Regions from separate parts of the Mus musculus genome. Here all the other regions are linked to region 1. The links are chromatin contacts, called in public HiChIP or PLAC-seq and promoter capture Hi-C maps. All regions are on one chromosome and are shown on one strand. The core of a region is the stretch at or near the end of the contact, and the rest is flanking DNA. Distances in the headings are between cores, read along the strand shown. Region 1 holds the start of Cd83 (CD83 antigen). Region 2 has its middle 18 kb from the start of 1700029N11Rik. Region 3 has its middle 38 kb from the start of Gm33958. Region 4 holds the start of Tbc1d7 (TBC1 domain family, member 7). Region 5 has its middle 61 kb from the start of Gm29676.

The links. Promoter capture Hi-C pulls out the DNA fragments that hold promoters and counts their contacts. HiChIP or PLAC-seq counts read pairs in DNA pulled down with a chosen protein or histone mark.
Region 2: a promoter capture Hi-C map of liver shows a contact between it and region 1, with 3 times the contacts expected there. The contact joins the enhancer-like site here to the promoter of Cd83 in region 1. A contact is called at or near these places in 3 of 39 promoter capture datasets (hippocampal neurons and liver), 2 of 484 Hi-C or Micro-C datasets (both in nephron progenitors), 3 of 115 datasets of contacts at active chromatin or transcription factors (embryonic forebrain, neural tube and thymic regulatory T cells) and 2 of 9 other capture datasets (embryonic stem cells and liver).
Region 3: an H3K27ac HiChIP or PLAC-seq map of embryonic stem cells shows a contact between it and region 1, with 3 times the contacts expected there. The contact joins the enhancer-like site here to the promoter of Cd83 in region 1. A contact is called at or near these places in 7 of 39 promoter capture datasets (the 3T3-L1 cell line, cranial neural crest, embryonic stem cells and 3 more), 2 of 115 datasets of contacts at active chromatin or transcription factors (embryonic stem cells and kidney) and 1 of 9 other capture datasets (liver).
Region 4: an H3K27ac HiChIP or PLAC-seq map of microglia shows a contact between it and region 1, with 7 times the contacts expected there. The contact joins the promoter of Tbc1d7 here to the promoter of Cd83 in region 1. A contact is called at or near these places in 4 of 39 promoter capture datasets (hippocampal neurons, pre-B cells, second pharyngeal arch cranial neural crest and 1 more), 1 of 484 Hi-C or Micro-C datasets (CD4 T cells), 5 of 115 datasets of contacts at active chromatin or transcription factors (large pre-B cells, memory CD8 T cells, microglia and 2 more) and 1 of 9 other capture datasets (embryonic stem cells).
Region 5: a contact with region 1 is called in an H3K27ac HiChIP or PLAC-seq map of thymic regulatory T cells, with 4 times the contacts expected there. The contact joins the enhancer-like site here to the promoter of Cd83 in region 1. A contact is called at or near these places in 10 of 39 promoter capture datasets (cranial neural crest, embryonic stem cells, frontonasal cranial neural crest and 5 more), 3 of 484 Hi-C or Micro-C datasets (Th1 cells, cerebellar granule neurons and nephron progenitors), 6 of 115 datasets of contacts at active chromatin or transcription factors (CD8 T cells, Th17 cells, embryonic stem cells and 2 more) and 2 of 9 other capture datasets (adipose tissue and embryonic stem cells).

What each region holds. Positions count from the first base shown.
Region 1 is chr13:43,783,846-43,786,545 of GRCm38.p6, forward strand. Cd83 (CD83 antigen) reads left to right here and starts at 1,267. Exons shown (of 5, transcript NM_009856.3): 1 at 1,267-1,405; 2 at 1,501-1,622. The coding sequence starts at 1,369.
Region 2 is chr13:44,420,308-44,423,007 of GRCm38.p6, forward strand. No RefSeq gene overlaps it. Among named protein-coding and RNA genes, the nearest start is that of 1700029N11Rik, 18 kb to the right of the region's middle. Within about 2 kb of position 1,299, at least 89 of the 459 cell types and tissues checked have an H3K27ac peak or open chromatin away from gene starts, as enhancers often do. A contact at or near this core is called in hippocampal neurons and liver, where this site is marked.
Region 3 is chr13:44,360,658-44,363,357 of GRCm38.p6, forward strand. No RefSeq gene overlaps it. Among named protein-coding and RNA genes, the nearest start is that of Gm33958, 38 kb to the right of the region's middle. Within about 2 kb of position 1,439, at least 24 of the 459 cell types and tissues checked have an H3K27ac peak or open chromatin away from gene starts, as enhancers often do. A contact at or near this core is called in embryonic stem cells, where this site is marked.
Region 4 is chr13:43,170,111-43,172,810 of GRCm38.p6, forward strand. It overlaps Tbc1d7 (TBC1 domain family, member 7), which reads right to left and starts at 1,391. Exons shown (of 8, transcript NM_001252639.1): 1 at 1,199-1,391. Gm40929 (a long non-coding RNA gene) reads left to right here and starts at 1,712. Exons shown (of 4, transcript XR_873309.3): 1 at 1,712-1,732.
Region 5 is chr13:44,319,909-44,322,608 of GRCm38.p6, forward strand. No RefSeq gene overlaps it. Among named protein-coding and RNA genes, the nearest start is that of Gm29676, 61 kb to the left of the region's middle. Within about 2 kb of position 1,328, at least 27 of the 459 cell types and tissues checked have an H3K27ac peak or open chromatin away from gene starts, as enhancers often do. A contact at or near this core is called in CD8 T cells, Th1 cells, Th17 cells and 1 more, where this site is marked.

The sequences.
Region 1 (2,700 bases), core at 17-2,516:
TATATGATGTATAATGATTATATGATGTATATATGTATATTTGCATATGCATATGTGTATATATATGTATATATGTAATATATATGAGAGATTGAGAGAGAACATGAACTTGGGAGGGAGATGGAGGGAGGGATCTGGGAGGAGTTGGAGTTGGGGAGGTGGGGGGTGGACTTGGTAAAAACAAAATGCCTTCATATCTGAAGGAAAAAATAATAAAGTAAAAAAGCCATCCAAGTGCCCAACACTACCTAATGGGCTCTAATTTGTGGCCCAATGGAATATGGCACAGCCACCAAGCAGTTGCTGAAACTATTTTTAGTATTGTGAAACTGCTCGTAAACTGTTAAACTAAGCTAACACAGGATGAAAAAGATAATGGGAAGGGAACAGTATTAGAATGCTGTATAAGGGTACAGACATAGAATAGTCAGTACACCAAAATGTTAAGTGGGGTTGCTTCTGGGAATTAGAGGTGATTTGATCTATTTAAAAGAAAAATCTAATTTGAGATGGCCATACACTTCTGGATGTGGGCGTCCACTGGAGAATGATTGACCTGTGGGGGGAGGGTGGTCTCCCTCCTCCATAGCCGCCAACTATCCATAGCTCCCCAGTTAGGGGTGGGCAATTGTGAATCCCTTCCCCCAGTATGCTGAAAGGTTGCCTGCCTTGAGCATGTGAAAATCATCACTGCTCCTGTGACTTCAGAGTCATGTCCAGCAGACACCGTTCTCCTTCCAGATCTCTGGCACTTAAAATCTTTCTGTCCTGTCTTCCCCCTGGTCCCTGAGCCTTGGGGAGCAGATGCAAAGCAGATGGACTCAAGATTCTTTTAGACATTGTTTTCTAAAAGACTTATGAGCATGTGTGTAATTAATGCTTTAGTATAAAAAGATCTCCCTTGCTCAAACAACGTAAACAAGGCCGAGCGATAACCCGAAAGAAGGCAGCAAGCCAAGGACTGCAGGCGTTTGCCACTTCTCAGGAAGCCTAGGGTGTCTGTCCCTATCACAAAATCTGGAGAGTAGCAGGTCGCCACAGCCCTGGGTTTCAGAGGAAGCTGCCCACCCTATCTGAATCTGCATGACCCACTCGATGGGTTTGAGGGTCATCTAGCTGGGGTGGCGCGTGCCATCGCGGCTTCCGAAGCCTCAGGGCGCGGGGCGGTTCCGCGGAGCTGCTTGTTGCCGCTGGCCAGCCGCAGCAGCAACGCGGACTTGGGGACGCGCGCGGGGCGGGGACCAGGCTACCCGCCTCCTCCGACTGGGGAGTCCCCGGGGCCGGCGCGCGGGGAAGTCCCAAGCGCGGGTACAAGAGCACGGCGCGCGCCCAGGGGGCCGGCCCGGACAGTGTCGCAGCGCTCCAGCCATGTCGCAAGGCCTCCAGCTCCTGTTTCTAGGCTGCGGTACGGCCCCCAAGCCCGATCGCTCGGTGCTACCCGCGACCCCGCCTCGGTGGCCTTGCTTACGCCGCTCTGTTTCTCCCCCCTCTCTCTTGTAGCCTGCAGCCTGGCACCCGCGATGGCGATGCGGGAGGTGACGGTGGCTTGCTCCGAGACCGCCGACTTGCCTTGCACAGCGCCCTGGGACCCGCAGCTCTCCTATGCAGTGTCCTGGGCCAAGGTAAGCTCCACTGGGGTTTGCGCGGTCCCTTGCAGGGACAGTGGAAACAGGCACGTGAGAGACCGGGTCTCCAGGGGCCCTGGATTGGGCACTCCAACCATTCTGATACCCCATTTTCTCCCACCTCCCTTCATCCGCATCCATGGCCCACGCTCCCTTATGTTAGGATACAGATCATGATCAAAAGCGGCTTGGCGTGAATGATCCCACCAGAGGTTTCCAAGGGATTGGATCCATGTTACAGGGCACCTGTGGGTGCAGCCAGAGAGCTGCAGTGAAAGCAACATGGGCCTAGATTTGGGCATGGGACCGGGAGCATGTCCCTAGACTCCTGATTTCTTGTGCCTTGTGACCATGGCACCATCTCAAAGAGGGTCTCAGGTGGCTTAGGCTGGCCACAAGAGGTAGTTAGGAGCGATCATCTCTTTTCAGCTAAGGCTCGCTATTGGCTCGTCTGCCACCTTGCTTCTTCATGGAAGCCTCTGAGGGGTCGGGTCTGGCCAAGAATGAAGATTTCCTTAGAAATGTGCTGGAGCCCGAGGCCCAAACAGGAGAGACCGCATCTCTGCTTCTGTGGTGGGAAATTGAGTTGCACGCAGCAAGACATTTGAAAGGTTTCCTTTCAGTGAGAGCCCTCAGACTCCAACATTGTAATTCCTCTGGTATTTTAAAGCCCAGCTGCTGTAATTTAATAGAGCCGGCCTTTGCACCTCGGCTTTCAGCGAGGTTCCTTTGCACCTCGGCTTTCAGCGAGGTTCTGAGAGAGGCCACCTCCATCTGAAGGCAACATGAATTAAATCCCCCCCGGGGGTGGCTCTGAGGAGGAAGCCTCTGTATGCTCTCAGTTTTCAAGAAACACGGGACTGCCTTCTTCCCACAAAGAATGATGTTATGAGAAGTTTAAACGTGCGAGGCAGAATGGGAAGTGTGTGTGTGTATGTGTATGTGTGTGGTGGTGTGTTTACCCACTTTAGCCACTTGTCTGGCCTGGGGGGAAGGAGGGTGGCAGCTCAGCGGTGCAAGGCTTGCCCAACACACACAAAGTCCGAAGGTTTGAAATACTAAGCATCAAAGCAAA
Region 2 (2,700 bases), core at 49-2,548, 640 kb after region 1:
AATTGTGGCCGTCAGAGATGAGTGGTTACATGGGGAGATTCATTTAAAATTAACGAGGCATTGGTTGCATTTTATAAGTGTCCCTAGGTAGCAAGTTCATAAGGGAATGAGGTGGAAACAGAAGAGGCTGTTTTAACACTTACTGACCAGCCCTCCAGCCAAGCTGGCACTTGCTGGTGTTTTCCCATCACAGTAACACAAAGACAAGTGGGAGCCCTAAGCCCAGGACAGGAGAGGGGTCCCGCTAACGTGCATGCACCTCGGGCCAGTTTACAAATGACTACACAGTGGTCCCAGCCCCGAGCATAGACAGAACAGACTTAAAATTGAACTATGTGCTCTGGCCTTCACAATGAAGTCGATGGTGGGCTGAGCATAGAAGACTGGACCCATAAGATTATGTTGCCTAGTGATGCCGTCGTCACCATCTTTGTTTGATCTCAGCCAGAATGGTTGGAAGGCCACTGAGAGGCACTTGTACACAGGCCTGAAAACCTTGAGTTCATTTCCCAGATTCCACAAGGTGACTGTAGCAGAGAGAACTGACTCCCAAGAATTGTCCTCTGACAACACACACACACACACACACACACACACACACACACACACACACACAATGTTTTTAAGGCCAAGAAGCAACACCGCAGCCGTCTTAATTTGCATAAGGGTGATGTGATGTGCCCACAAGGATGAAATGTAACAAAACATGTCTCAAGACGTCGCCCCCATCCTTAAACGACTCATGAGAGCTTCGTTTTGCTATCACTGACTTTGGCATTAGAAGCAGTATGAAGGCCTCACTTTAGTAATGCCAATAATTGCTTGGCATGGATGCTTCTGGAAAAGCACAGATGGTTCTAGAGTCTGACTTGGAAAAGCGCTGAGGGTGTGTGTGTTGGGGGGGGGGGATGCAGTTAGGAGGCAGGAAGACCAGAAGTGTAAGGTCATTATTAGCTACAGATAGAGTTCTAGGCCATCCTGAGATGCGTGAGAGCCAGTCTCAAAAATAAAAATTAAAATCAATAAAAATAAAAAAAATATATCACCTCTTTTAATATCAGTGCTTGCTGAAGCTAAGAGACAGCAACTCGGAACCATCATCCATGAGATATCAGAGACATAGCCTTAGCCCCAGTACCACTGTGCCTGTAATGACACCTAACTGTTCTCATCACACCCACCCATGAAGAAACCTGAAGTCATAAATGAAGAATGTTGACACTAATCAGCCAGCCCCTCCCCCTCTTCTCACAGAAAGAACTGAGGTATCCACCTACTCTGCTTCAGGGAGAGGCAGCGATGAGCTATTTGGAGGAGACATCAGATTCTTGGCAAAGAACCACAGACACAGTGTAACATAGTTCCAAGCTGTGTTCTGGGAGACACTTTCTTCCTCTAAAGAAGACACAACCAGGATGCCAAAGAACCTACCCGGTGGCCAAAAAGCCTTCCCTGTTTCCCTGTTACTATCTTTCCACCGCATGTTTTTAGCCCTCACAATAGCTTCTCTCTCTCTCTCTCTCTCTCTCTCTCTCTCTCTCTCTCTCTCTCTCTCTCTCTCTCTCTTTCTCTCTCTCATTTCTTCCCTCCCCCCCCACCCCCCCCACCCCCACTTCTCAACAAGGTCAGCTCATAATAGGCCTTTGAGATGGCATGACCCATCCTAAGGCATGATGCATACCGGGGTTGTCATTCTGAGTGTAAATCAGGAAAGAACCACAAGAATTGAGAGGAGAAGGCCCCATAAGAAAGAGCCCTTGTCTTTGCTCTGTGACACGAGGAGCCGTGTGGGAGCAGCAGGGAGTCATGAGATGCATGCATGGATGGAATGGTCCAAGGGTAGATCTGAGGGCAGCAAGGCCAGAAATCACTGTAATGCGGCTGACAAGGGCTGACAGTCTGCCTCAGCCAGCCCTCCAGTCACCAACTTGCTGGGAAGATATGAATGCGTGTGCACCTGGAAATGTACTAAGACTGGGAGGACAAAGATGTCTGTTAGACAGCCCATCCCTTTTGGTTCTGAGAAAGGTCCAGCATGTGATTTGCTTGCAGATTAAATGTTGTCATTGAGATGGTCTTTCTTGTTTAAAAAAAAGAAAAAAAGGAATGTTCTCTATTGTCAACCACATTGGGCCCTGAAGAGTGGGTGGGTGGGCATGGACTCAGGGAGGGAAAGATGATGGAGAATCGTCTGTGAACAAATAGGAAAAGGAAACACAAGAGTCTGCTGGAGGTAAAACAGTACTTACAGGCAAATTTACACCCTTGGGTAAATCTACTGCTGGGGTGAAAGAATTCCAAGGGAGGACATGGCCTGGAAATTCCATGGTAAACGGAAAGAGAGAACAAAGCAGTCACAGGAGCTGGTCCACAGAGCCAGTATCAATGACAGGGTCCTCTCAGGATAAGCTGGTGGAAACAGCCATTCACTGAGGACTTTGTAAATATACAGGGAACCCTTTAGGGCCCTGAACTTCATCAGGTCTAAATACCAGGCATGCTCATAGTGACTACAGTTTGACTGTACAAGAGGTGTGACTTATTAAACTGATGAAATGAAGCCTCAGGGCTCTCGGGTTTAACTGTATAGTTGATCTGTGTTCTGGGGACCCACCCCACCAGTTGTCTTAAGACTTTGTTGGTGCTGCTGTTTGTATGAGGGGTGGGAGGAGCAAAATTAACCTAAACTCAGAGAAAGCT
Region 3 (2,700 bases), core at 189-2,688, 580 kb after region 1:
AGCAAGAGTGGAGAAATCTTAAATATTTTCAACTTGCCCAGTCCTGGGGCAAAGCAAATTCACCTATGCCTTGTTGAAATGGAGGATTCAGCAGGTATGGATCAGAAAGACAGAGAGGAGTCGTGCTACAGGGATAAACCTGCAGGCCAGGCTCCTAATGAGCAGTATGGTGGCAAAAAAAAAAAAAAAAAAAAAAAAAGAAAAGAAAAAAAAATCACAATGCAAAACAAATTAGCCGGGGAATTTCCCAGGTGTCAGTTTCAATGAGGGAGGGACAGACGAAGAATGAAATCATCCCATGGAAAAGATTCCCAGCTCTGGAGCTGCTCGGGGACCAGTGACTTCTAGCCTTCTTTTTCCCAAATGCGTGTCACACTGACACGGTGAGGATTTCCTATGAAATAATCCCTTTGCCAACATCAGCGAATCACCCTCCCCTTTGATCAGGACAGACGCTGCGGATCTTGAAAGTTGGCCTACTTAACACAGCTCCAGTGAGGCTGCTCAAAATAAGATCTCCGAGAGCGGAGAGGGGAGAACGGTCGTCGTCGTGTACAAGCATAGAGTGAGTAAGCCTTTGAGAAGAAGAGAGAGGAAGACAAGCCTGCAGAGAGAGAAGATTCTAGCATGGGTATCTCGTGAATAGATCCTACCAGCATGTGATACTTTTATACAGCATGTTATTACCTCCGAGGGTTTTACTTAACCTGCAGAGTTGGCAGTTGCCTTTCATATTTAAAACTGTGTGTAACTGACAGTCCGTGGCACAGGGGACAAAACAAAAGCCCAAACTTCTATCATGAAGAATCTGAATTCTATACCTCTGTGTGTGTGTGTGTGTGTGTGTCTGTGTGTGTGTGTGTTTCTATCTCTATTTCTCTGTGTCTCTCTCTGTCTCTGAGTGTATGTGTCTCTGTGTCTCTGTCTCTCTTGTCCCTCTGTCTCTCTCTGTGCGTCTGTCTCCCTGTCTCTCTGTGTCTCTGTCTCTGCCTCTCTCTGTGTGTCTTTCTGTCTCTGTGTCTCTGTCTCTCTCTGTCTCTGTCTCTCTGTGTGTGTCTTTCTGTCTCTGTGTGTGTGTGTGTGTGTGTGTGTGTGTGTGTGTTGGTATGACTATGGAGGTCAAAGGTCAGCATCAGGGACCTTCCTCAATTCTTCTCCGTCTTATTTTCTGAAACAGGGTCTCTCACTAAATGTGAAACTCCCTGGCTTAAGCAGATTGGCTGGCTACTGAACCCCAGGAGTTCTTCTGTTCCCACCTCCCCCATCTCTGGGATTACAGGCTTATGGTGTCATCCTGGCTGTTTTATGCCATTGCTGGAGCAAGCACTGTACCAACTGAACCATCTCCTGCACACAAGCCACCACCTCCGTCAGTCTACAGCCTCTGGGTACACATCACGACAAGAGCGTCACTGGATTATCAACCAGTCACTGCACTTCTCAGGGCAAAGATCCCAGCCACCCAGGCTGGAAGCAGTTTTCACTCTCAACTCTAGTCACCTCCTGTCCTGCGGAGAAAAGCTTAGTTTTTGAATTGAACACACACACACACACACACAGGGAACCCAGGAAATCTCTAAAGTTACCGCATCACTTGTTGCAACAGCAACATTAAAATAGCACACCCATGTATACATACATTCACTCATGTATATGCTCCCCAGGCCTTTGAAAGACTCCCTCACCCCTATTTTTATTAGACTCTGAATCCAGCCTTGTGACCCTGTCTGAGGACAGTCCGATCTGCTTTACATTTGAGCCAGTTCTACCCTGCTGTAAAAACAAGCAACCGCGAATGCTTGTCTCTCCCATCAGGTGCAGGCTGATGGGAACCAGGACTCAGTCGTAAAGACCTGGCTGTTTCGCCTCATCAGAAGTTTGGTGAACGTGAAGAATTAAAATAGTTTATGAACACGGAGCGAGACCTCTGGAGGGGAAAGCAACAGTGAGAGGGAAGGCTTGGCTCACCACCATTTCCAAGTACGTCTTCAAAACCGATGGATGACTGTAATACGCCCCATCATGCAGTCTGTTGCAACTCTACCAGTTTGCTAGGGCTGGCTAGTCAGCTGCACAGGGCTTTCCTGGAAACCCCTCATTCTTGGGACTGGGGGGTGGGGATGGGGGGGACAGCTCTCTACAGAATCCTCTTGACATAAGAAAGGATTTCTTTTTGAAAGTCCATCTTTTCTTTTCCCATCTGTTTCCTCTCACGGCACAGTTTGGGGTCAGATCAGGTCTTCTGGCGTTCCGGAGGATAACTCGGCCCTTTCCTGTGAATATCCAGACTGGAAAGGGCTTCCTTTCACCTCTTAGTTCACTACAGAGAAAGAAGCACAGGGTGAGGGCAGTACTCCGGATGGCCTGTGTCTGAGAACCTGCCACAAGTAAATGGGGTGAACGACTTTGGAAGGGCAAAAAAGAAAAGAAAAAAAAAAAGAAAAGAAAAAAGAAATACCCTCAAAGGGGAGGGTGTTAATTGAATTTGGTTTCAAAATTTGCAAATTCCTGTGTCTGCTTAAGGCAAACGAGGCATTAGAGCTGCAGAGTCCATTGTGCCTGCTGAACAGGACCTCCTGATGTGGGTGGGGTGGGGCTACTAGGAAGGCCTTTCTTGTGGCTGCTTTGTCTTTCAGTTTGGTGAAAGCTGGCCTCTCACTCATGGGATCCAATGTGGGCTGACAATGGACACCCAGGAGC
Region 4 (2,700 bases), core at 141-2,640, 610 kb before region 1:
AGATATGAAGATATAGGTCAGCTGCCCTCCAAGCTACTAAAATAGGTAGCACAGAGGGGGCCTCTAGGGTTCCTTCTTATAAGAACCCCTGGCACAATGAAATACCTTGTTCTCATGAATGAACAAAATACAAATGAACAAATAAGATGAATTAGAAAAGCTGGCAGGATATGTTATATAAATGGGGCTAACCAGTGGTGTGTACTAATTCTGCTTCCAGTTTTACAACTAAGGTCTCACTAAGTAGCCCAGGCTGGCCTCAAACTCTCTGCCTCCTAGGTGCGGGGGGTAAAAGGTGTGGACCACGGCTTCTGGTCCAAGATAGGTATGTTTTAAAATAAGAGGAGACATCCAAAATATTAACAAGTTATTCAGTTAGTAAAATTCTAGGTGACCTTAATTTCCTTTTTTGTTTGTTTGTTTGTTTTGGTTTGGTTTTTGTTTTGTTTTGCTTAGCTGTCCTCTCGAAAATAGGCATTTGGAGAAATTAGAAGGGGGTGGAGGGAAGCCCTAAGTCCTGCCCTTATTTTTCTTCCTATAAACACAATTCTACCAAGTTTTGTATTATCAAAATACAAAACTCCAACAGAGAAAAAGCATTAAAGTATAACCAGAAGACGGCTAAAAATCTGGCAAGAGCACTCAAATCATCTCAGAGAATACATAATTCTTTCAGAACAGTCTTTGTGATATTAATGGTAAACCAAAAGAAAAGATCAAACTAGGTTTAGTGACTAGGCACTAAAGATGCAAACATTCTTCCAAAGAATAAAGTCCTCAGCTACTAAAAGCCCCCGAGACGTCCCCAGATAACCAGGGGAGTTTGGACTTCTTGTTGGGAGTTAGATATCTGAACAGCTTCTGTTATGGGGAAGATTGCAATTCATTTTTGAAAAAAGCTATTTAGAATTTAGAATTGCCTTTAAAGAGTTCCACGGCCTCTTCATAGCTGTTAAAAAAAAAAAACCCAAAGATTAAAATGCAATCTGTAGTTTGAGGGCTCTTTTGGTTTTTGTATTTTTAAGCATTCGCTGCCCCTGTCGTCTATCGACAGCATTCCTGGGACTGCACTGTGATGGCACAGGAGTCGCCCTGAAAGATGCGCTGTCAAATCTTGCCCAGGTGACTCCACCTGCGGGAAAGGTGCCCACAACCCAGTGAAGCCCCAGGCCCCGCTCTCCCGGTATGCACGCTTCACCTCGAGTAGAGCAAACACACCCGGCTCAGACTCAGAGATCCGGGAGGCGGCGGAGAACCGGCCCGGCAACGCTGTGCTACCGGCAGGCAGACGGAACCATAAGCGTCAGGGCCGAGCGAGCGAGGGGAGCGATGCCATGAGACACCCGGCCCGGCCCTCTCCGCCTCTAACTCCCGCCGCCGGACGTGACGTCGCCCCGGATGCGCGTGCGCAGAGGACATCTGCTGGGAGTCCCACCCACACGTGGATGTTAACCGGGTGAAGCTGAAGCCCTGAGAGGTGGTAGCGGCCGAGTCTGTGCGCCCTTGAGTATCCACGTCTGTCCCTCTCACCTCGATCCCGAAACCCTGGTGATCGTCTCCCCTTCGTTCAGAGTGCTTGCTTAGGGCACTCTTCTGCCCCGTGGAAACCGGGATCCCTCAGGCGGTGTTTCTTCCACCTCGCCCGGTGGAAAATCGGAAACGAGCCTTTGCTAATCGATTGGGCTGCACTTCTTCTTCCAAACGTTCCAAGTGACCATGAGAAAGCAAATCAGTTAAGTCCTCAGCTATTAAAAACTGAGTGATGGGCAGGAGAGATAGCTCGACAATTAAGAGCACTTACGGCTTTTGTACAGAACCCGGGTTCAAATCCCAGCACTCACGTGGTGATTCACAACCATCAATAACTCCAGTTGCAGGAATTCCAAACTACCCCTTCTGATTTCTGCCAGTACGGGGCACGCGCATGGTGCTCATGCACGCAGACAAAACCTTTATACACAAATATTTAAAACTTAAAAACAAAAACTTATTGGTCCCCCAATGATCAAGGAGGGATAAGCAAAACCATTTGTTCATCGTTTACTGTGCAAAGGGGCAGTTGCTGCCATTTGCCTTTTGGCAGCTACTCAGACCTAGAATGCCAAGCGCGCAGTCAGTTAAGGCTGCTTGCTTGGGGAAGCTGCGAGCCGCTGGACAGAACTGGGGCATCCTGTGTGATTTGTCACGGAGAGCATGTTCTTTGTCCATCCCCAGGTGGCACTGAGTTGGAAGCAAGGACTGAATTAGGGAACTATTAGGAAGATATAGCTGTCTGGGACGGACTACTGATTCGTTTTTTGGATTGTTAGTGCCAATCTGGCTCACTCACATTGTAAGCCCTTCCTCCCGAGGTCTCTTCAAGTATTTTTATCACAGTAACAAGCCAAGGAGGTAACACGGCCGCAGTGAGGCGCTGTCCCCATGAGTGTTGGGAAATTACTGCAGAGAAAGCAGTACCTGGGCCGGAGAGTTAGGGATTTTTAAGGCTGTGAGTGAGTGCAGCTAGTGGTGAAGTCACATGCTGAGCTGGCTAATCTTACCTCAACCTGACACAAGCTAGAGTGACTGAAAGGAGGAAGCCTCAAATGAGAAGACACCTCCATGAGACCCAGCTTTTTCTTAATTAGTGATTGATGGAGGGTCCAGCCTATTGTGGTGGCCCCGGGTTCTGTAAGAAAGCAGGCTGAGCAAGTCATGGGG
Region 5 (2,700 bases), core at 78-2,577, 540 kb after region 1:
CACATGGGACCAAAACTTCTGAAACCAACAGTCATAACACATCTTTTCCACCTTTATGCTGTTCTTTAGGTGTTTTTTTTTTCCTTACAACAATGAGAAAAGAAGCTAAAAACAGGAAGTATGGCATCTTTCAAAAGGCTACTTTCAACCCTCCTCGCTCTGCATGCAACAGTTAGCATTGCAGTAGTGAATATCACAAGCTACGAGGCTTAATGTTTAAAAAAAATATATTCCTCATAGCTTTGGAATCCAGTCCAAGATCAAGGAATTGACAAGGCATCCCTGGAATCTCTCCTTGGTTTGTATATGACAATCTTTCCCCCAAATCATCAAGTTATCTTCTTTTGACACAGGTCTATGCCCTAATCTCTTTCTATATGGATACTAGACTGACTTAGGGATGGATCACCCATATGCCCTCATTTTAAGCAGTGTCGCCTTCTGAGGTGCCAGAAGTTAGCACTCCAACAAAGAGTTTTTAAAGGGATGTAACTTACCCCTCCCACTCCTTGGAGGGACTTGGTACTCAACTGAATAAACTCAGCTTCATTTCAGCTATAACAGACTCAGTCTGAGGCCTGGATTCATAAAGGAATAGAGCCGAATGCTCATCTGATGTCTGACTTGTTGTGGTTTATGCAGAACAACGCCAGCAGAAGCGGGGAGGACAGTGATGTCACTAAAAAGCATTCTCTTAGAAGGAGACCAGCTTCTGTGATCCCAGGGGGCATTAGAACCATGATATCCTTCTCTAGAAAAGAAATTATTGGATTTTTTTAATTTACATTTCAAATGTTATCCCCTTTCCCAGTTTCCCCTCCCTTCCTGTAAACCCCCTCTCCCATCCTCCCTCCCTCTGCTTCTATGGGGGTGTTTCTCCACTCACCCACCCACTCCCACCTCCCTGCCCTCCATTCCCCTATACTGGGGCATCTATCCAGCCTTCATAGGACCAGGGACCTCTCCTCCCCTTGATGCCTGACAAGGCCATCGTCTGCTACATTTGCAGCTGGAGCCATACGTACTCCCTGGTTGATGGCTAAATGCGGCAGGATGGTGTGAGCACTTTCTGACTGCACTCCTTCACCCCACCTCCCCTGGGACCTTCATTAAGGTTCTTCTCAAAAGGGATTTCCCTCTCACATCTACAAACATCAGAAAGGAGTGGAATGAGTCGCCAAATGATCAGAACGAACGTTTTCTCATGGCACTTTCTCCTGAGCAAAAACATGACTTCTTACGTGAGCAAAACGAAAGAAAAGTGATAGCAGATGACTAACCAGGGTGACAGGAAGATGTATGGGTGTTCGGGACATCGGGAGCTTTTGAAGCACGCAAGGCCGGTGCTGAAATGAGAGTGGGTGAGCAACCGCCCTCGCAAATGGAGCACAGGAAGAACTATGAATAAGACGCATACACACACACCAAAAAGACGTGTGTAATTTGCAGTGTGTAGCAGTGGGCTGACCATGATGGTTCTAAATACCCTCTGACACATTTTTACAGAGGAACCGGGTGGCTTTATTCTAGATGACAATCCCTTGCTAATTACCCTTCATGCTGACTGATAGTGGCACTGTGAGTCACCAGGGTTCTCCCGTGGAGCCCTGTTTACTCATGGGCCATGTGTTGGCTGTGATTGGGACGTGAGTGAATCCAGAAGCCCTTGATTACAGACCTCCATGTGGGGGATGAGGGTCCGGGTGACATCATGGGTCATGGACTGAATTGCACCCCCACCCCCCACCCCCAAACAAAAGCTGCATTGAAGTCTTAAGCCCCAGTTCCTACAAATGTGACTCAATTAGAAAGGAAGCCATTGCACATGTAATCGGTTAAGATAAGGCTCTATTTGATCAGGGAAGAGCCAACATCCGATATGACTGGAAAAAAGCAGAGAGAGAGAGAGAGAAGGACACCAGGAAGAGAACCATGGAGATAGACATTGGAAAGATGCATCTACAACCCAAGGAATGCCAGTGCATCCATTACTTTAGCTAACAAAAGGAGCCTATGGGAGAAAGGATTTATTTTGACTTATGGTTTTAGAAGATACAGCTGGTTCATAATGCTGGAGCCATGGATGGAAGGGGGAACGTGGGAGACAACTGATCGGCATGGCCTCTCCAGTCAGGGGGCAGAGAAACGTAAATGCTGGTCCTCAAATTGCTTCCTCCTTCTTCATCTTATATTCAGTCTGGCATACACATATACTTACACACGCATGTGCATGCACACACACACACACACACACACACACACACACACACATGCATGCACCAGCCCTTCAGGGTAGGTCTTCCCTGATCAGTTAATAATCTTTGGAAATAACCTCATAGACAACAACAAGGGTGTGCCTCTCTTATGCTGTGGACACTCTTAAATCTAATCAAGTTGTCAATAAAGAACTGGCCATCACAATCTGAAAACACCAAAGTCTGGGGAAAGGCAAAGGATTCTCTCCCTTTGCTTCAAGAGGTCAAGCCTTTGGAAGTCGGGGAGAAGAAGCGTTGCTCCTCCAGCCTACTGTACTTTGCAAAAGCAAGTACCCATACTGTGGTTCCCAGTCACAAACAAGCTTTGAACCCCATGGTCCTCTGCTCCACAGCTTCTAAACTGATAACTCTTCATAATAGTCCCCTCTTGAGCACAGTTCCAATATTTCAAAAACATGCAGACTTTTACTTTTCTTCTTTCCCT